4 separate regions of the Mus musculus genome follow, and all the other regions are linked to region 1. A link is a contact called in public Hi-C data. All regions are on one chromosome and are shown on one strand. The core of a region is the stretch at or near the end of the contact, and the rest is flanking DNA. Distances in the headings are between cores, read along the strand shown. Region 1 has its middle 39 kb from the start of Gm22321. Region 2 overlaps Lrguk (leucine-rich repeats and guanylate kinase domain containing). Region 3 overlaps Exoc4 (exocyst complex component 4). Region 4 overlaps Plxna4 (plexin A4).

Region 1 (4,432 bases), core at 1,143-3,642:
AGCTAAATATGCAATAACACCATTTTATAATCTCTTCTACCCATTATAGCAGTAATTCAATATCCACAGTGTTCCATGTTTCATAGTAAGCCCTCATTCCGTGTGTTCCTTTTGTAATTAAAAGGCTATAAAAGACAACATTTTAGTGTTATACATGCTTATTTTAGAAAAATCTGAAAAAATATTTTAAAAATTAAAGGAGAAAATGAAAAGGACCCACAATTCCGGAACAGCAAGAAGGCACGCTGCAAGAGCCAGAACATCCCCACTTTAAATAGCAGCTCCATCACTAAGAGTTCTAACCTTGCACCAGTCCCAACTAGAAAAAAAGGGATACCAATGCCCCTTCCCATCTGTGGCAAGACTTAGAGACAACATGCAAACCCTTCAGCACAATGCCTCATACAGGGAATGTGTGACCGAGACAGGCCTGGATCTGAGTCTCTGCTTTGTCAGTTGCAGGTTGGAAAAGACAGAAAAGTCCCTCCCTAACAAAACAGGGGCAGGAAGACACCAACCCTTTTCTAGGATGAGGCTGCTTAGGTGATGACAAAACAGCTCTTCATTACAATGAGAAGCACAAAACAGGCTCACACTTTGAAGCCATGGCCTTCGTCTTTCTTATTGTTTTATATCTGGGTCATCAACAGTGGCCATCTGAGGAAGGGAGTCAACACCAAGGTGACCCGATCTTCCGTGACCTGATCTTCCGTGGGAGATGTTTATGTAGTCAGTGAGACTGGAGGGATTAACTTTGTCTCATTCAGTGTCTCCAGGTGATGCCTTCAGAGAGGCATTTGTTTAGCTGAAATCTGTTAAAATATAGCAGCAGTAGCTCAGGGATTCCCAAAGTGCACGGGGCTGTGGCCCTTCCCAACCCTAGCACTCTGGGACTGAGAGATCTTGCTGCCAATAAACAGCAGTTATGAGCTTAAATTGAAAAAAAACACCCCCAATTTGGAAGAACTGAGAGAGTAAAGGGAAAATGTGGGTGCTCCTCAGACAGGAGAGGGATGCTGGGACAGACAGACATCCCTCTCTCCCTTCCTGAGTCGGACTTCCTTCTCTCCCTTCTCCTCGCCATCTATGAAAGTTTGTCAGCTTTTCATTTGTTTTATTTATGTTTGCTTGGTTAAGAAAATGACAAAAAAAATCATATCTTGTTCCTATGAACACTCTTCTAGGCACTTTAAAAATACTGTATTTGTTAAAACAAGCATGTCTGCAAGTACAATCATCAGGGTATGTGTGGGCCAATGTGCATCAGGCCTTCTGCAAAGGTTTATCTGAGCTTTTTATTCCCTCTCTATGTGCTCTGTAGTGTGTTCTATGGCAGTGTTTCTGTAACTAAATGTGTGTCACTTACTCATTGGCTATTTTAAGAAAACTGTAACACGTCATGACAGGTACACATCCTGGCCTGCCTGGACTGGCATTCTGACAGGAAGAGTCCAACAGTCAGTACTTTACATTATGATTATTCCAGGCTGCAGCATTCAGCATGAGTATTTCATCCGATGTTCTCTCTGGAAACAAGTTTCCATGGTGGGAGGGTGACAAAGGCCCAGTGGCTTGGTTCTGGGGTACCAGATTACCCACGGGTGTGACAGAAGACTCAGACAGGGAGCAGGGGACTCAAGGGCTCCTTTCTGTTCAGTCCTTCCCTGAAATGGTCATTGATGTGTGTGGGTCACACTTCTCTTCCCAAGTCACCACACTTCCCTGGGAGCTCCCACAGGGGCACACATGTACCCATACAATCTTAATGCATGGATCAGAGCATCGCTGAGCCCAAAGGCCATGCTGTTACGGGGCTTTCTTATCCCTTCATCTCCTGCAGAGGCTGTTTCAGCATGCCATGGGGTATCTGGGGATGATAAATTTTCTTAGGAAAATCATATTAAAGTTCAATTTGTTAAACCAGTCTCCTGATCTTATCAGTGGTGGGCAGTTGTTTTAGCACCAGAACCAGGAAGTGATAAATCCTTTAGGCTGAGTCTGCAGATGGTTATCCTTTCAGTGTGGATGAAATCAATGGGGAAGTCATCTAAGGGAATGTCCTCGAAGCTTATAGAACAGCAGCTAGGAATATTGCTTGATCAGATTGTAACCATGCATTATTTTCCCCTGGAGTGTGTGTGTGTGTGTGTGTGTGTGTGTGTGTGTGTGTGAATGATTTCAATAACAACGCTTTCAAGTTTCAGCTGGTTGGAACAGTCTTCTTCTGGCAGAATCAGCAGAAACACCTGTTACCCATAATCCTGTTCTCCACACACAAATTCAGATGGCTAACCATTGCCAAATGTTTCCTGAAGAATTCTAGAAACCAGGCTGGGAAGAGGGCGGTTTTATGCTACTGGCCGTGAACTCAGACCCACAAATCAAGTGCTTATCAGAGAGACTGGGGCACAGAGAGAGATACTCAAGCAGGCAGAGGGACACTACATGTAGGAAGAGCCTGTCTTCATGACACTTCATGGAGAGATGACTGTGAGGCTCAGCAGGTGAGTGCCTTTCTGGAAGCAAGTAGGGAGTACCCTTTGCTCCTCTTGCTTAGCCACCTATTCTGTGCTAAGAATGCTCTGTGTGCTGGGCACCATGCCCAGCAATGACAGTGAGATGCTTGGAGAAAGCATTCTTTGTTTGGAGAGCTCAAGATTTAGGTCAAGACCCAGCAATCTACCCTGATTATTCCTTTACATCCGAAACAGTTATTTAATCACTGAATTGATGCAAAAGAGTATTCTGTGGTCCGTGTAAATGGGATGAATTTCAGAGTCCAATCCATTGTTAAAGCCTTGGTGGAACACAGCCTTAATCATACATTTCTATATCACCCATGTTTACTACAGTATACCATAGACGAGTCATGGCTGCAAAGCCTGACTAGTGACTGTCTAGCTCAAAAAAGAACAAGTTGGCCAATGATGGTCTAAGGGTACAGACAGGGGGAGCTATTTAAAATGCTGGGCAGTAATAAGGCCAGCTCAGAGCATCCTCAATGTGGAGATGCAGACAACAGAGACATGAACCAGTCATTAGCAAATTTTACTGCTGTTACAAGGACATTGAATGAGCCATGGGGGGGGGGTGTCTCTTGAAAGCAATTGAAGGTGGGGCTGGTAGTGTCTAATATTCTGTATGACTCAACAGACCCATCAAATGAGTGAGAGATGTGGAGAAGCGAAGGAGAAGAGACTGGGTTAGGCTTGAATTGCATTAAAAACAAATCTGGAGATTAACTTGAATCCAGGGAGTGATTTGGTGGTGGTGGTGGTGGTGGGGGGGGAACGTATCTGGGAAACCAGGAATGGAAGGTAGGGAGGAAAACCAATAAATAGCTAAGGAATGTTTTGTTTTAATGACTGGAGACTGCTGTGGGTGGCTGGTCCTTACTCCTTGAGCTTCTCTGAGAAAGAGTGAAGCAAGTCTTGGGGGTTGCTCTCTGTTCCTGCTGAGGCCTTGACTCACTTATGAATGGCTGAGCTTATTACGGCCTCTGTATTTCCAGGTCTCACCTGCAGGCGGCTTCCGAGTCCCTTCTGAGGGATGTTGAACAGAAGCCAGAGAAGTGTGTAGGGAACTGTCCACCGCTGCTGTGCTGAAATCCTGGTCCTAGAGTGGTAGCGCGATGCCTGCTATCCTCTGCTGAAGAGCTGTCAAAGCAGCTGAGCTAGGACTGAGTTAAGTTTTGGCCCCAGGCTGTGATTCATTCTGCTGTACTGACTTCTCCTGCTGCTGGCTGCTCAGATTCCTGCCGGCTGAACGTCCCCTGGGGGATCCTTGTGTTTCGTGCTCTGGATGGAACACAGCCCTGTATTTGGAAAGCCTTGATACCAACTGGACTTAGCCTGCCTTGTCCTGGTTGACTTAGTAAACCATATATATCTTTTCAGACTAGAAAACGCTGCCCCTTTTAACTCATACATGTGTGATAATAATTACCTTGCTTCAAGCTTTTAAGAAAACATTGTGTAGATATGATGGAGTTACTATTCTTTCTGTCATTTCTTCTCTCTAATGCAAAAGACTTTCCAAGTGTTAAATCACTGCCATGACGTTGCTTGATTACCCACCCCCGAGGCCTTGGCTTGCTTACAATTGGTGAGTGTACACTTAGTGCTGCTTGGCAGGTAGAACGTGTCTCCTTGGACTCTATGGACTGAATTGGGTTCAGGATCTATGGCATCTTCCCACATCTTTGCTGGTCAGTCCATGACCAGGAATTTTTCCTTGAAAATGAAAATTGAATGAGGAAAGGAGCATGAAGAGAAGAAGACGTGGTGGACAGGAAAAGAGGAGAGGGATAGAAACAGAAGTAAGCGATGGAGAGAGGAAGAGGAGAGGACCGGAGGAGGAGTAAAGAAGAAATAGAGGAAAAGGGATGCAGGGGGAGGAGGGGAAGATGATGGGAGGAAGGGGAAGAGGATAA
Region 2 (4,432 bases), core at 817-3,316, 910 kb before region 1:
TAAAGTGATCCTGTCATACTCACCGATAGATTCAGGTTGAGGTAAACCTGCTCCGTGCCACGGCCTGACCACCCCAATCCAGTGATTGCCTCAGCCACGGTCTCCTCTCTCAGGATCCCGTCATACTTGTCCTGCGGGAAGAGAATGGTAGGCAAAGAACTTGCATTAGAAAGTCAACTGTCTACCTCATCCTACCCAGCATCTGTGGGGGAGCACTTCCAAAGTCAACTTTGGCTGATAGCTTGCTTGTGATTAATCATGAATGAGCATGCTGGCATCTGTCTTTGTTTTTAATTAAGATGTGCCTTATACCTTGACAAGTTCCTCCACTTACACATACATCCTCAAGAGACTGTCCCAGCCTGAAGGGAAAGGCCTTAGTCAAACATAGATACTGGGTACCATAAAGTCACTGCATAAGCATTTGTGGTCACTGTTTATCTTCCTGGAATTGGCCATGCTTTCTGTTGCTCACCTTTAAGAGACACTGAGAGAATATACTCATTGCTGGCATGGTATTGGCCAGCAGCTTTCCCATCTCTATCTCCTGCATCTTCTTTCTGCCTTTCCTATGATCATCCTCACTCCCCCGGTCATGGTTCCTACTGACTGACTGCCAGGTCCCAACAAGCTTCCAGAGAAAAGGCCATGTGTGTGTGTGTGTGTGTGTGTGTGTGTGTGTGGGTCACGCACGAGTGCCCAACATGTACATACTGTATACAGTTAAGTAAACACTCATCAAAGCCATGCCTTGCCACCACCCGCCACCGGTTTGTCAGGTGCCACTTCCCTTTGGTGTCCAAGGCTGGGAGAGCACAGGGGCCACAGGGACATGAATGTTGGTGGCCCTGTGCAAGAGCTCTGCTATCAACCTGCTAATCCTTCTGACAGCCCTGGGGCAGCACTCTTATCTCCAATTTAAGTAACTAAGGCTTAGAGGTTACTCCTGCTCAAAATGGCATGGCAGTAGGTAACAGAGCTGGAATGAAATGTCAGTCTGTCAGTCTGTCTGTGATTCTGCACTAGGCTGCTTACCCAGCCCTCAAAAGACGGTTGCATCAAACAAAGGCAATAATGTCTTGAAATCTGGTATTCTTGCCGAACAAACCAAGTCCTCAGCTCACTTCCTGGTTGCTGATTCTGTAAGATTCATCTAATTTACAAGATGATTTAGTGGGTCACTTCCTTGAGGAAGCTTGCAGTCAGTGGATGGGCAAGGCAGTGATGGCAGACAGGAGATACAACACGCCAATCTATGTCTCCTACCCTGAACTCTGCAATGGCCAGCACAGACACTGACATCAGCAAGATGACAGAAAACGGTCACCATGGCAGCCACGCTGACATAAAGTACTTAACCATGAAGAGCAAGCATATGAACTGTGATGGAAAACATCTGCTTGTTAGTTCTTTATTAACCCGGGAGCCAAGAATGCTGTTTGTTGTTGGTCCTGAGGTCCTAAGTATACAGAGTCATGTTGGTATAAAAAGAGGACGTCCCCAGGGAATATTGCCTGCTTGGAGATAGTGCATGGTTTTTGGAGTCAGGTGGGCTCAGCTTGAACCCCATAACCTGTCATGTGACTTGGGGGGAGGGCAAAGCTTTCTCTGAACCTCATTTCTCCACCTATAAATAGAAAGTGTGTTTTTCTTTAAAGCCGTTCTAGACACACCATCCCTCCAAAGTAGGCTGCGTTTGGTGTATTGATTGTTTGATGCTGAAGGCACTTGAAAAACCAGCGAACGCCCGCCAAGGAGAGACTTTCTCTGAACTGCTTTTATCTACAGAGAGGCAGATCCTTCAAAAGGAACTCGATTGTTGTAAATCCCCTCCCCGGGAGTTTCATCAGCTGGAGGAGACTGACCCTTATCACAGGAGCAGAGAGAGCCTGACACCACAGTGAGGCAGGCTGTGCCACCAGCTCTCAAATCTCCCAACTGTCCTAAGAGAGCCCGTGTGTCTTTCACATTTGCCCCCTCCCCGTCCCTTTAAGCGGCCTACATCCTCTCTCCCCTTCCCCTGTTAGCATGGTGTGCAGACCCTCAAATCTCACATCAAAATTGTTTCCAGATCGGCAGGATGACTGACTCAGAAGGTGGAGGCCCTTGCCTCGAAGCTTGAGGACCGGAACCCCACAGCAGCAAGAGAGAACAAATGCCTACGAGTTGCTGTCTGACCTCCACATGTGTGCCGCACACCTGAATAAATAATGATAATAGATTTTTTGACACTTATTGATTTTATATGTAGGAGTGTTTTGCCTGCAGGCTCCATAGGCATTTAGTGCCTGAGGAGGACAGAGAGGGTGTTAGAGCCCCTGGAATTGGAGTTAATGAATGGTGGTGAGTCACCAGTTGCATTCTGGGAACCAGAGCAGGATCCTCTGCAAGAGCAACACGTGCTCTGAACTGCTGAGTCACCTCTCCAGACTCTTCCATATTTCATTTGTAGGATTTGTTTGCTTGTTTAATTTGATCTGTATGGGGGTTCTTGTTTGCATTTAAGTCTGTGTACCACATAACTTATCTGGTGCCTTTGGAAGACAGAAAAGGGCGTTGGAGCCCCCTGGAAATGGATTAAGAAGATAAGATTAGAAGCCACAGTGTAAGTGTTAGAAATCAAACCTGGGTCCTCTGGAAGAACAGCCAGTGCTCTTAACCACTGAGCCATCTCTCCAGCCTTTCCCCCGGATTGGTTCTGGACATCTAGCTAACTATTCAGTGCTTGTTAAACGGTGGTTATTGGAGGAGAATCTACAACGGCTCATTTACTAACCCAGCATAATCCCTGACAACGATCTATAAACATCTGTCCTTGAGCCCACAGAGAAGTGGGGTCTTCACCCCTCAGCAAGGAAAACTTAGGTTTGCAACTGATGAGGGCCATTACAAAAACAAACAAACAAACAACTGTAAGAGGAGGTTTTAAAAAATCTTTCCCTATACTACCCTGATGCATGTAATATTAAAAACCACCATGCTCATACCCTTAGTCTGCGTTGACCTGCTCATCCTCACTTTACCTCATAGTGACCTCGTGGGTCCAGCTAGGAGAGCTAGGAGATTAGGAAGACCATCGCTTCTCTTCTATTCCTTATTTTTAATATTCTAAGGAGAATTAAAGAGACAATGTATAGAAAGCCCTTGGCATGGTGTCTGGGACACATCGAATGTGTCAATAAAAGTTCTGTGTGCAAAAGTCCCATGCCTGCCACGCTGCTCCCAAGTAGGAAGGACATTCATGCCTGTGTATGAAGTGTCTTGTAAAACCTAGGAGGGAGGGAGGTGGAGGCATCCTGCCTTCCTCCCAAACTTCCCACCTAGAGCTCCAGAGGTCACCTGACTGCACAGGACACCATTTCCTTACTTATTCAGGAAGGCCTGTTGGTCACCACAGCTGTGGATATCGAGTGGGTAAAACTGCCAGCGTTCTCTCAGATTCCGAAGCCAAGGCTCCACACTCGAGGTTCCTGGAAGACGTTATCAGACCTTTCTGCCAATGGGCAAACAGGCCTCTTCCCATTTGACCTATTGGCAGAATAACCCAGCTCCTTGTTCTGGAGATGTCCTTGCCCCAGCGGAGCGTGATCATACAGCTAGCATGTAGCTCTTCTTCTCCTACACCTCTGGATTGGTCCCTTCTCACACTCGTCTTCACCTGCACATCAGCGAAGAATCTGTTTTCCTATACTGCTGTCCTTCCCACCTCCCCTCCTCTCCCTGGCTTTTCCTTCCTTCCTGGCCTATTTCACAGACCTAGAGCTATGAACTCCACAGCTTCTGCCTCTGAGATCCCTCCTCCCTGATTTTCAGTCATATGATTCTTAAACCCAATTCCTTAATATATAGTAACGTCTGTCTCTGATTCCCTTTGCCATGACCCAGTATCCCCCACTGTCCTGTCTCACAGTGACAATGAGGTCTCTGACACCCAATTGGTGATGGTTTCATCGTAAGTGTTTTATCTTTAACCTACTTTATGTTCCAAGCACTCCCTTAGTCCGGAATCTCCCCGCTCCCCTATAGATACTGCTAGAATACATACCACCCTATCACCTAAATTTACCTGGTCATCAGAGAACTGCTTACAGTATCAAGTGAGTGTCTGTGCACAGCCCAGAGCCTAGCCCTACCCCAGCTTCAGCTGCTTGTTCCGCTCTTACGTTTTAACTCCCAAGTGCAGCTGATCCTGTCTCTGTGTATGAAACTCCAGGTGCTGCTTGCTGTGACATACCCATGTGTCACTCTGAGAGCATGGACCCTGCATGTCTTCCGTCACATCTCAGTCACAGCGTCGTCTTCTATTTTAACTGCCATCACTTACTTATTCCATCTGTAACTTCTGAGTGCCTACTCTATCCAGCAGATGAAAACTTTACGGTAGTCTCTTACTAAATTTGGAGTCTGTAACTATCCCAGTGAATAGGCACTG
Region 3 (4,432 bases), core at 1,329-3,828, 800 kb before region 1:
GATAGCTTTATCTTCACATGTTGAAGTCCAGTGATCTATACGTGATCCTATATCTATTATTTTATGAACTGGGAATTTATTTAACCTCTTAAATATTTTCCATTTTATTCACAACATGTGACTGTAACATCTACACACAATTTCAAAGAACCAACGTGGAGAAAGCATTTGCTACAGTGCATATATCAAGCTCAGCTATAAGCATGCTCATTTTTACCATAGTAGTACATTTTCATTAGCATACATGGACAATTTACACCAAATCTATTTTGGAGCTACCCTTGTTTTAGAGAAAACAATTTATTCCCACAGGACTATAAGGCTAGGTATAAAAATAATTTCTTGGCAAACTATTTGTATTTATTGATGGATGTTCTCTAAACACATGTAAATTCGTGTATACTAAACATACTTTCAAGTCTAGACCATGTTTATAAATACTTTCAATTTATATAAGCCTATTACAAAGAGAAGAGAAAATAAACTACATAATAAACTATAGATACCCAGAAATGAAACTAAATACAATCCTGGTGACTAGTTATAAGACATTTATGATTATGTGGGGAGGGAGAATGTGCTAATAAAAATGAGTCATAAAACATTAAAATATAGGAAAATGTGAAAATTAAGCACATAAAACATCAATTTCAGAATATAGAAAATTAGAAAGCTCTAGCTTACAAAGACACATTAGGGAAGACTTGAGAGCAAAGCCATTTTGCTCACCATGCCATGTGGCTTCCTTTCAGCATCTGGGTTTGGTCTTTTCAGATTAGGAAAGGGGGAAAGCAATGCAGAGGAATGCAGAAGGTACTCTGTGTGTGTGTGTGTGTGTGTGTGTGTATGTGTGGTCAGGCTTGGGAAAATTTGTCCTTTACTTTGAGGAAGCCAGTCATATGAACCTGAGATGAGATAAACTTAACCATGTGGCAGGCCTCAGACTAGTTTAAACAGAATAGCTGAGTTATCAGCTAGCAGAAACAAGCCAAAGGGTCTAGGCATTTATTCATATATAAGAAGTCTCAGAGTCTTTATTTTGGGGAACTAGGGTGTGGGTGGGCTTCAGAACCACCTTGGGCCTCAGTCCTCAGGTGTCTCTAACTTCCTTTTGGACAGATGGAGCTTATTAAGTGAGGGGGATTGGACTTAGCCTCAGGAATTTACCTATCTCCTCTTCCCCAGTGCTGGGATTACAAGTGTGGGCTACCACACTCAGCTATTTTTATACGGGTTCTGGGGACTGAGCTCAGGTACTCCTGCCTCAGCCACTTATTGGATGAGCTGTCTCATTGGTCTGTGTTTCTGAATTTTAAACATGTTAGTTTCAACACTAAACTTTTATTTATAAAACAAGAAGGGGGTCAGCTTCCAGCTTCCAATTTTTCAGTAAGAATTCTACTAAAATCAATAAGTGATAGTTCTTGGAATTTTTACATAGAACAATGTAACCCAGTCCTTTCAGGCAGAAGAACAGCCTCACACGGAAGGCTAACTTAATTTCTTAAGCACGAGACCAAAGAGGCACCGAAGGATACATAAAGACAATCTGATGGGAGATCTTGGGCAAGTTATTTCTCATTTCTATTCCCTGGGATCTTCATTGCATAATAGCATCTGCCATCTATGGTATTCTCTGAGCAATGCCAGTGCCAGCAAATAAGCAACAGTGAACAGATCCATTGTCTGCCAGGAATTGGGAGGAACCCCAAGTTAGAAACTGACTGTATGCTATCACGACAAGAAGGAAATCTTATTTAACTAAGGCCTTCACACGTGAGGCATGTCTCGGAGAACTCAGACCTTAATTAGAGGCAGGCATTTTTCTGGGGAGATTATGAGTTCTCATTGTTTTCAGGCGCTCTGGAGGCTATGCAGGCTGGTGAGGCATGCTCACCTGCATCCAAAAAGCCCCAATTAAACCATTAATTAGAGACCAATTAGTTTCTGCAATGTATGAGATCTACTCTAAGTATAATAAACTTAAGAGAGGCAAGACCAGAAGAAAACGGTATAGGCAGAAATGGGTAGCAAAGTCAAAAGAAGGTTAAATTCAAGAAAAGTAACATTATTTAAATAATGTAATAGACGGTCCTTAAGAAAACACTCTTGGATATCAAATTATACTCATTTTTGTTTTATCACTGACTTTTATTAACAGGTACCTTTTTTTTATATCAGGCAGTAAAAGCTATAAAACCCATCACTTGCCTGTTTTTCCTGGCTGCCAGGAGTCAGAGCTAGCTTTATTATCACCGCTGAATTAAAGCTCCTTCTCAGAGCTTCTAGAGGTCATCATTATTAAAAGAATGTTTGGCAGAAGACTGGCCTCATGTGACCACAAATCCAAACAGAAACTGGTCAGATGAAGCCCTTTAAAGCGAAGCTTGCAAAAAAGGTTGGGATTGGAAGGGCAGACATGACTGGTGGCAGGATAAAGCTGGTTTCAAAATGACTGCGGAAACAGATGCAGGGAATATTTTGTTTCTGGCCGAGCAAAGGAGTCTGCAAGGGGAAGCAGTCAGTGTTCAGCCCAGGCACTGAAGTCTTCAGTCACAGGTCTGTCCTGACAGCTGTGGGTGCTTCCAGTAGGTGGCAGCACGGCATCGCTAATCCTATAGCAAGCTATGCCCCGGTCACTCCAGGAAAACTTAACCTTTTTGCAAAAAACCAAAACAATGTCCCTCTGCAATAAGCCTGTAGAAGATAAGTATACACAACAGCCCCCAAGGGAGGAATTCGACATTCTCAGTCATGGCCGAGGGCATTCCTAGACTTAGCAAAGTACAAAGGTCAAGGATGAAGCAGGGGTCCCACTTAGCACGTTTAGTTTCTGGGCTGGGCTCCTGGTACCTCGAGGAAGAATCTGGGTAGGCGAGCTCACGTGGGATGTGGGTGACTTAAAAAGAGACATGGCTTTCATTCATCCTGAAGGAGGCTGATCTGTGCACTGACAGGGGAAGTAGCATTTCTACTCAGGTAGCAGCATGGCTGTGTGCTCTGTGCTCTGCTGGCTTTATGCATCACCATCTTACTGCCCTTGGCCTATGGACCCTTCCTTTCCGAGGTTGGATGGCTCCATGCTGACGCTTCCCCAGGTCTGTTTGTTTACTCCCACCCTTTCTGTTAAGCTTCCTGTTGTGTCTTAGACACATCTGCTCTGAAGTCCCACAGGCATCTTACACATATCCTCACACTGTAGCCCAGTCCTCCCCGTTCCCCTACCTTACTTGCTGATTCTGTGTGTAGATGCTCCAGGGTCATCCTTAACTCCCGTTCCTCTGCCTCTGACATTCAACCATTACTTAAGTTGAGCTGGTTTTTAAACTCCGTCTTACTTCCCATATCTGTTTTTATTCCTGCTAGCTCTGAGCAGAATCATGACCACACCTTCAGCAATCACTTTACAACTGAGAACATTTACAACTGAGGTCCTACTCAGTTGGGGCTACTGCAGTGAATGCTATAAAAAGAGCCCTTGCCTATGGAGGTCCCATTCTATTGTGGGTAGACAAGGTGAACAATCAGATATAAAATAGGTTAGGTATATGATAACAGGAGATAAGTGAGGGCAAGGGAAATGATGAAGGGGATGTTTCGAGTTATAGGCAAGAAAGTGGCACCCACAGCTTACCACAGGGGATCTCACTTCCCCCAGACCTCATCTTTCAGGGTCCCTCACTTTCTGCTTGAATGGCTCTTCCCCAACTCTGGATAAATCCACTTAGTATTTAAATTATGCATCACTTCCTTACAAATTCTTCCTTGATTGTTCACCTCTCAGGATGATTAGGGAAATGTGAAAATGCGTAGGATATTTCCTTGACAAAGTTCTCTATTAATGTGGTATAAAACTTGAGCTACTCATTTTCTATGACAAATCATTTGGGACTTTTAAAGCTTTAAAGCTCAACATAAAAAAAACTTACTGCAATATAATTCAGCTACCATACAATTTCCATATTTGAAGTATAGAGTTCAAGATCATTTAATATATCCAGAGTTGTACAGCCATCTGCAAAATCTATTTTAGAACATGTTACTCATTCCCAAAAGAAATCCTGAGTCCACATCTTCATTTTCTCACAAGCTCCAAACAGTAAGTAACTGCTAGCTCTGAAGATTTGCCAATTTTTGATATTTCGCACAGAGTCACATACAATGTAGCCATTCATGGCCAGCTTCTTTAATTTAGCCTCATGTGTAAAGGTTCATCATATATTAAATTTCATATTATGGCCACATAATATCTATTGTATGTATTCACATTTCATTCACCCATCAGTTAACACTGTTATAAAATTTGGGTAAAACTTTTTTAGTGCATTTATTTTTGATTTCTCTTGGGTAGAATCTCTGAATCATATGATAAGTCTATTTTTAACTTTTTGAAGAAGGGATAAACTGTTCTTCAAGGCCACTGTACCTTCCA
Region 4 (4,432 bases), core at 1,439-3,938, 650 kb after region 1:
CAGAACCCGGGAAAAGGATGCAGGAGGAGCTAGATTCCAGTTCCATCTGGGAGACATGAAGCCCTCTTTTTTTTTTTTTTTTAAGCTTAAAATAGGAAAACGGTGCCTTCCTTAGGCATTCATACAATTGTTCTCTTAAGCTGCAGAAAGATAAAGACGAGCCAGGGGTGTCGCTGAATGCCATGCCACTGCCTCCCGATTCTAAGGCACTTAGCTCTGTCTAAGCATCTGCTTGGGTCTGTATCTGCAGCTGGCCATGCATCTGAACTGTTTATAGTCAAACCTGGGTGTTGTGGAAATCGTGTGACAGCTGGAAAATCTCAACTTTGTTTGTGGCTACACCTCAGGTTTGAGACAAATTGATTACATACATGTTCCAACTTTCTCCTCTTGTATGATAAAGCCATCGATTGTTATTTGTTTAGCTTGTGTGTGCACACGTGTGTAGGTGTGTGTGTGTGTGTGTGTGTGTGTGTGTGTGTGTGTGTGTCAAGGCCTGTGGAGGATGTCAGTTGTCTTGCTCCCTACTTTATTCCTTTGAGACAGGGTCTTTTACTGGTGTTCACTGGCCTTCTGGTCAAGCTAACTGGCACGTGAGCCCACAGATCATATTGGAGCTACAGAGGTTCATAGTCCATGCCCAGTTTTTTAACATGGCTGCTGGGAATCTGAACCCACGTCCTCCTGCTTGCATGCCATGCACTCTTCACTACTCCCCAGACCCTGTAGACTGTTTGTTTGCTTTTTATACAGCAGGAGAAAATATAAAAGAGGATAGCAAATATCTCTGACTTTCTTTGTATGGTATAGCTCTAAGGAGCAACTTCAACCTTCAGGGATATGAACAGCCGTGTGAATTGGGGTGAGGTAGGACAGCAGAGTGTAGGAAATCCTCAGAGGTCAGCATAACCAGGGGACAATCAGAAGCTCCAAATAGATGCCTTAGCCAGCCCTTATGGGGCTGGGTGGGAGTGGGAGTGGTGTGTGTGTGTGTGTGTGTGTATCCTAGGGAAGAAGAGGCCATGTGACTCAGCTGAGCAGCCCTCTGGGTCCCTGTGGCAGGGAGGCATTGTTCCTGGAACCAATGACCTGGGAGAAGGAGACAGGCAGAGCTCAGGAAGCTGAGACTCTGGACTCCCTCCTCCACTTCCCATAGCCCGGAAACAAGGCCCTAGATTTATAAGTTTATGCTTAATTAAGAGAACAGAAAAAAAAATATCATTTTGACTTTTAAGAATAAATGTAGAACAATCCAGACTAATTTTAATTCTCCCTCTAAAGCGTCAAGACCCCAGGTGGTGTGACCTTGACACAGTACTGGCCTTTTCCTCTGTGCCTTACCCTGTGCCTTACCCTGTGGGACCTTCTGCTGGCTAACTGTCTGCACTATCGTTCATCCTGGCTCTGTATCTTACCACCTTTCTTTGAAGCTTTGAACTCTTCACCTGCAAAAGTGCTGTCCACCCTACTCTCTTGCCTGTGACACTCTCCTCTCTTTTGTAACATCGCTCACATTGCCCCCCGGCAGAAGGACTTAGACCTTGGTGATCACCCCAACTTCTCAGTGTGTTTTGATTTCTCTGACAGCCCCTCAATTATGTGTCCTGGGTGATTCCCAGGAATGGCATTGATCAAACCGAAGGCCTTTGTTCTTGGGAATTGATTTCCTCTAATGTGACTGAAACTGACATGGGGTGGCCCTGGTGTGTTGAGATGTGAGCCTGGCCTTTCTTAGGTGACAACATCTATTTCTCATCACTTCCCATCCCCTTTAATAGCATAATATGCATTGCACTTTAGGGTGGGACCTACCTCCTAGAAATAGCTGCTTATTTTGTCCTTTTTTGCAAGTGTCAAGTCCATTCTCTTGAGTGACTTTCATGCCATCCTCCCTCCATCAGAAAGGTTTGTGGTTGCAGAGGTTGGAGCCAAGAAACCTTACTCCAGCTGAAGAACTGTCCTGGCACCATGACCCAGTGGTTGGAACCCTCGTAAATGTTTTACTCCAGGATCTGCAAACCGAAAGCCTCACTGTGACACATACTAAGAAACCTTGGGGGAACTGGTCAGCAAGTCACCAGCAGGGCAAGCCAGAAAGGGAAGCTTATCTCAGTGGAAGAACTTGAAAGTTTGCAGTTGTGACAAGTTTCCATTCTTTTCTGTAAAGGACAAGGGAGATTGTCCTCTTTGTTGGGCTTATATTATTGGCAGGAGGCAGAGCAATGGGCTCCAGCCACTTCTGCCTTCTGCCCACTGTTGTATCTATAAATACTCCACCACATAATATCCTGATGGGGTAGGGAGGGACTTGCTGGGACATGGGCCATATCTCTACAGTGAGAATGCTTGGCACTGCTTGTTCTTCATCCAGATCTTAGCAGTTCTGATCATCTGTGGACTTGCTGTGAGCCTTCAGCTTCATTGCCCAGGTCTGGGAGACCCTGGGAAGTTCAGGGTGTCCATGTCTCAGCTCCTTCAGCCTGCCACCTGCTGGCCACACTCTGGCCACTGCTCCTCATGGGCTTAGTGTCCCTCTAAGGGGAACTTTTTGCCTGCCACCTATGTTGTAGGGGCCAGTAGTGTCTGTCACTTCTCAGCTTGTCCAAGTGATGTTTCCCTGAGCACTCTGAGGCCCTGAGGCTGCTCTGCAAGATGAGATCATTGGTGCTAAATTTATCTCTGCTGACAGCCCGGAACTGGGTTCCAGGGCCCCTGCCTGGCTTGGGAGGTAGTCAGCCAGGAGGGGGATGGGTAGGTCTGCGGAATGATCTGCCCTAGCTTTTGCTGTGATCACTGTTGTCTGGTGAGAGGAGCTTTCTTTCTTCCTTAGACAATTCTTCCCGCTGTCTTTTGATCCTACGGGGTTCTCTGTATCAAGCGTTTGCTTTTCTACTCATAGCAGATCTTGGCAGCTTACAGGGTCAGTCTGAAGCTTAGGTAAGATGATACAGAAGATATTGAAAACAAAACAACACCACCACCACAATAAAACAAAAACAAGGGCAGGTTTGAGGAACCCTTTAGAGATGGGTATTTCATGTTTGGAACAATTGACCAGGATAAACATTAAAACTAACAAGCAAGAGTCAGTGAGGAAAATATTTCTGAGCAAGGCAAGATCTGGCTTTGTGCTTACAAAGACCTTTCTGTAGTCCAAGAAAAAGAAATGAAAATATGGAAAAAATTTGTTAAAAGCAAGTATGAGGGAAGGGAAGGGAATCTTAGGGGTGTGTGTGGGGGGGGAAGAGAAATGCCAGGTTGACTCCGACTGACCTCTTGGGAGATAGCAGAGGGGCTTAAAGCTAACAACTTCCTTGAGTTTCCTACTAAGCACAGGTGCTGAGAAACCCATGCCCACACACGTGGCTTTGATGCTTGGCTTATCAGACAAGGTTCGAAATGCTGCAGGTATGTCCTGCTGGGTGGTTTAAGATGGCACAGTATGTTTAAGAGTCTGGAAAATAAACAAGCAAGCAAATAACAAGGTAGGGAGTGCTGTACAAGGTGAGCCAGCACACATACGTCCTGCTTTGCTCTCCTTTGAATGCAGTCACTGGGAGCCTAACGCAGGAAGGGTAATCGGGTGGGTGACTGGGATCAGAGGGTGAGAGTTCTGCTCCCCCTGCCCCTCCCTCCATTTTGGCAAATACTTTAGAGTTCCAGGAGTTAGTAACAAGAGCTGGTGGGTCCTTGAACAAACCAGACCCCCAAGAACTCAAAGGGAAGATAGAGCTCTGCTCCCTGCCAGGGGGCTGAATGAGAGCTAACTTCTAGGTCATCCCTAGGGGTTCCAACAGAGGCAGAAGAGCTTTTCTGCTGGAAATCTCAAGTCAGTAGCCCCTTCAGGGGAGCCCAAGGACAAGGAGAGGGTGGGACCTGCCTCACCATGGACCAGCAATATGCTAGGTTCCTACTGCTGTGAATACATTTCAGGGGCTTGCTGAGTTAAGGCCAATGCTATTGTCTTACTGCCTAGAGGTCAGAATGCCACACAGGTGTCACTGGGCTAAAACTAAGGTGCTAGCAGGGCTTCCTTTCTACCTAGAGGCTCTTGAGGGCAATCTGTTTCCTGGCCTGCAACTGCTGGTAGAGGCCCTCACATTCCTTGGCCAGTGCTGTCCTGCTCCATCCCTAAAGCCAACAGCATTGCGCCTCTCCTACTTTCTTCCATTGCCTTGGCTCCCTGTGACCATAGCCAGGAAAAGGCCTTTGATTTTATGCCCTGATGTGATCTAAGCATGCCTATCATGTAGGGTGCTCTCTCTCTACCTCAAGGTCCTTAACCTTGTCACCTTCTAAGTCCCCTTTGATATGTCAGGTGGCATACAGTCTGTGCAGATCAGAGAGACTGAGGGGTTCTAGATTCTTCCCACCACAAGCAGAGGGTCCTATACAACTCCTGAAGAATTGCCAATGAGACTGTGAGGTTGGA

The links. Hi-C and Micro-C count contacts between places; a contact is called where the count stands out from the background.
Region 2: a contact with region 1 is called in a Hi-C map of the N1E-115 cell line, with 5 times the contacts expected there. The contact joins two enhancer-like sites. A contact is called at or near these places in 10 of 39 promoter capture datasets (the 3T3-L1 cell line, 3T3-L1-derived adipocytes, the C10 cell line and 5 more), 2 of 15 datasets of contacts at CTCF or cohesin (embryonic stem cells and pro-B cells), 5 of 484 Hi-C or Micro-C datasets (the HL-1 cell line, the N1E-115 cell line, adipose-derived mesenchymal stem cells and 2 more), 1 of 115 datasets of contacts at active chromatin or transcription factors (astrocytes) and 1 of 9 other capture datasets (embryonic stem cells).
Region 3: a Hi-C map of the N1E-115 cell line shows a contact between it and region 1, with 7 times the contacts expected there. The contact joins two enhancer-like sites. A contact is called at or near these places in 1 of 15 datasets of contacts at CTCF or cohesin (pro-B cells) and 11 of 484 Hi-C or Micro-C datasets (the G1E-ER4 cell line, the N1E-115 cell line, adipose-derived mesenchymal stem cells and 8 more).
Region 4: a contact with region 1 is called in a Hi-C map of the N1E-115 cell line, with 5 times the contacts expected there. The contact joins two enhancer-like sites. A contact is called at or near these places in 1 of 15 datasets of contacts at CTCF or cohesin (pro-B cells) and 5 of 484 Hi-C or Micro-C datasets (the N1E-115 cell line, granulocyte-monocyte progenitors, myocytes and 2 more).

Annotation. Positions count from the first base shown.
Region 1 is chr6:33,125,916-33,130,347 of GRCm38.p6, reverse strand. No RefSeq gene overlaps it. Among named protein-coding and RNA genes, the nearest start is that of Gm22321, 39 kb to the right of the region's middle. Within about 2 kb of position 2,392, at least 54 of the 459 cell types and tissues checked have an H3K27ac peak or open chromatin away from gene starts, as enhancers often do. A contact at or near this core is called in the N1E-115 cell line, where this site is marked.
Region 2 is chr6:34,032,200-34,036,631 of GRCm38.p6, reverse strand. It overlaps Lrguk (leucine-rich repeats and guanylate kinase domain containing), which reads right to left. Exons shown (of 20, transcript NM_028886.1): 2 at 24-131. Among named protein-coding and RNA genes, the nearest start is that of Gm38786, 4.7 kb to the right of the region's middle. Within about 2 kb of position 2,066, at least 21 of the 459 cell types and tissues checked have an H3K27ac peak or open chromatin away from gene starts, as enhancers often do. A contact at or near this core is called in the N1E-115 cell line, where this site is marked.
Region 3 is chr6:33,928,072-33,932,503 of GRCm38.p6, reverse strand. The region is part of intron 17 of Exoc4 (exocyst complex component 4); the gene reads right to left. Among named protein-coding and RNA genes, the nearest start is that of Gm13853, 62 kb to the left of the region's middle. Within about 2 kb of position 2,578, at least 48 of the 459 cell types and tissues checked have an H3K27ac peak or open chromatin away from gene starts, as enhancers often do. A contact at or near this core is called in the N1E-115 cell line, where this site is marked.
Region 4 is chr6:32,477,562-32,481,993 of GRCm38.p6, reverse strand. All of the region lies in intron 3 of Plxna4 (plexin A4), which reads left to right. Among named protein-coding and RNA genes, the nearest start is that of Plxna4os1, 31 kb to the left of the region's middle. Within about 2 kb of position 2,688, at least 78 of the 459 cell types and tissues checked have an H3K27ac peak or open chromatin away from gene starts, as enhancers often do. A contact at or near this core is called in the N1E-115 cell line, where this site is marked.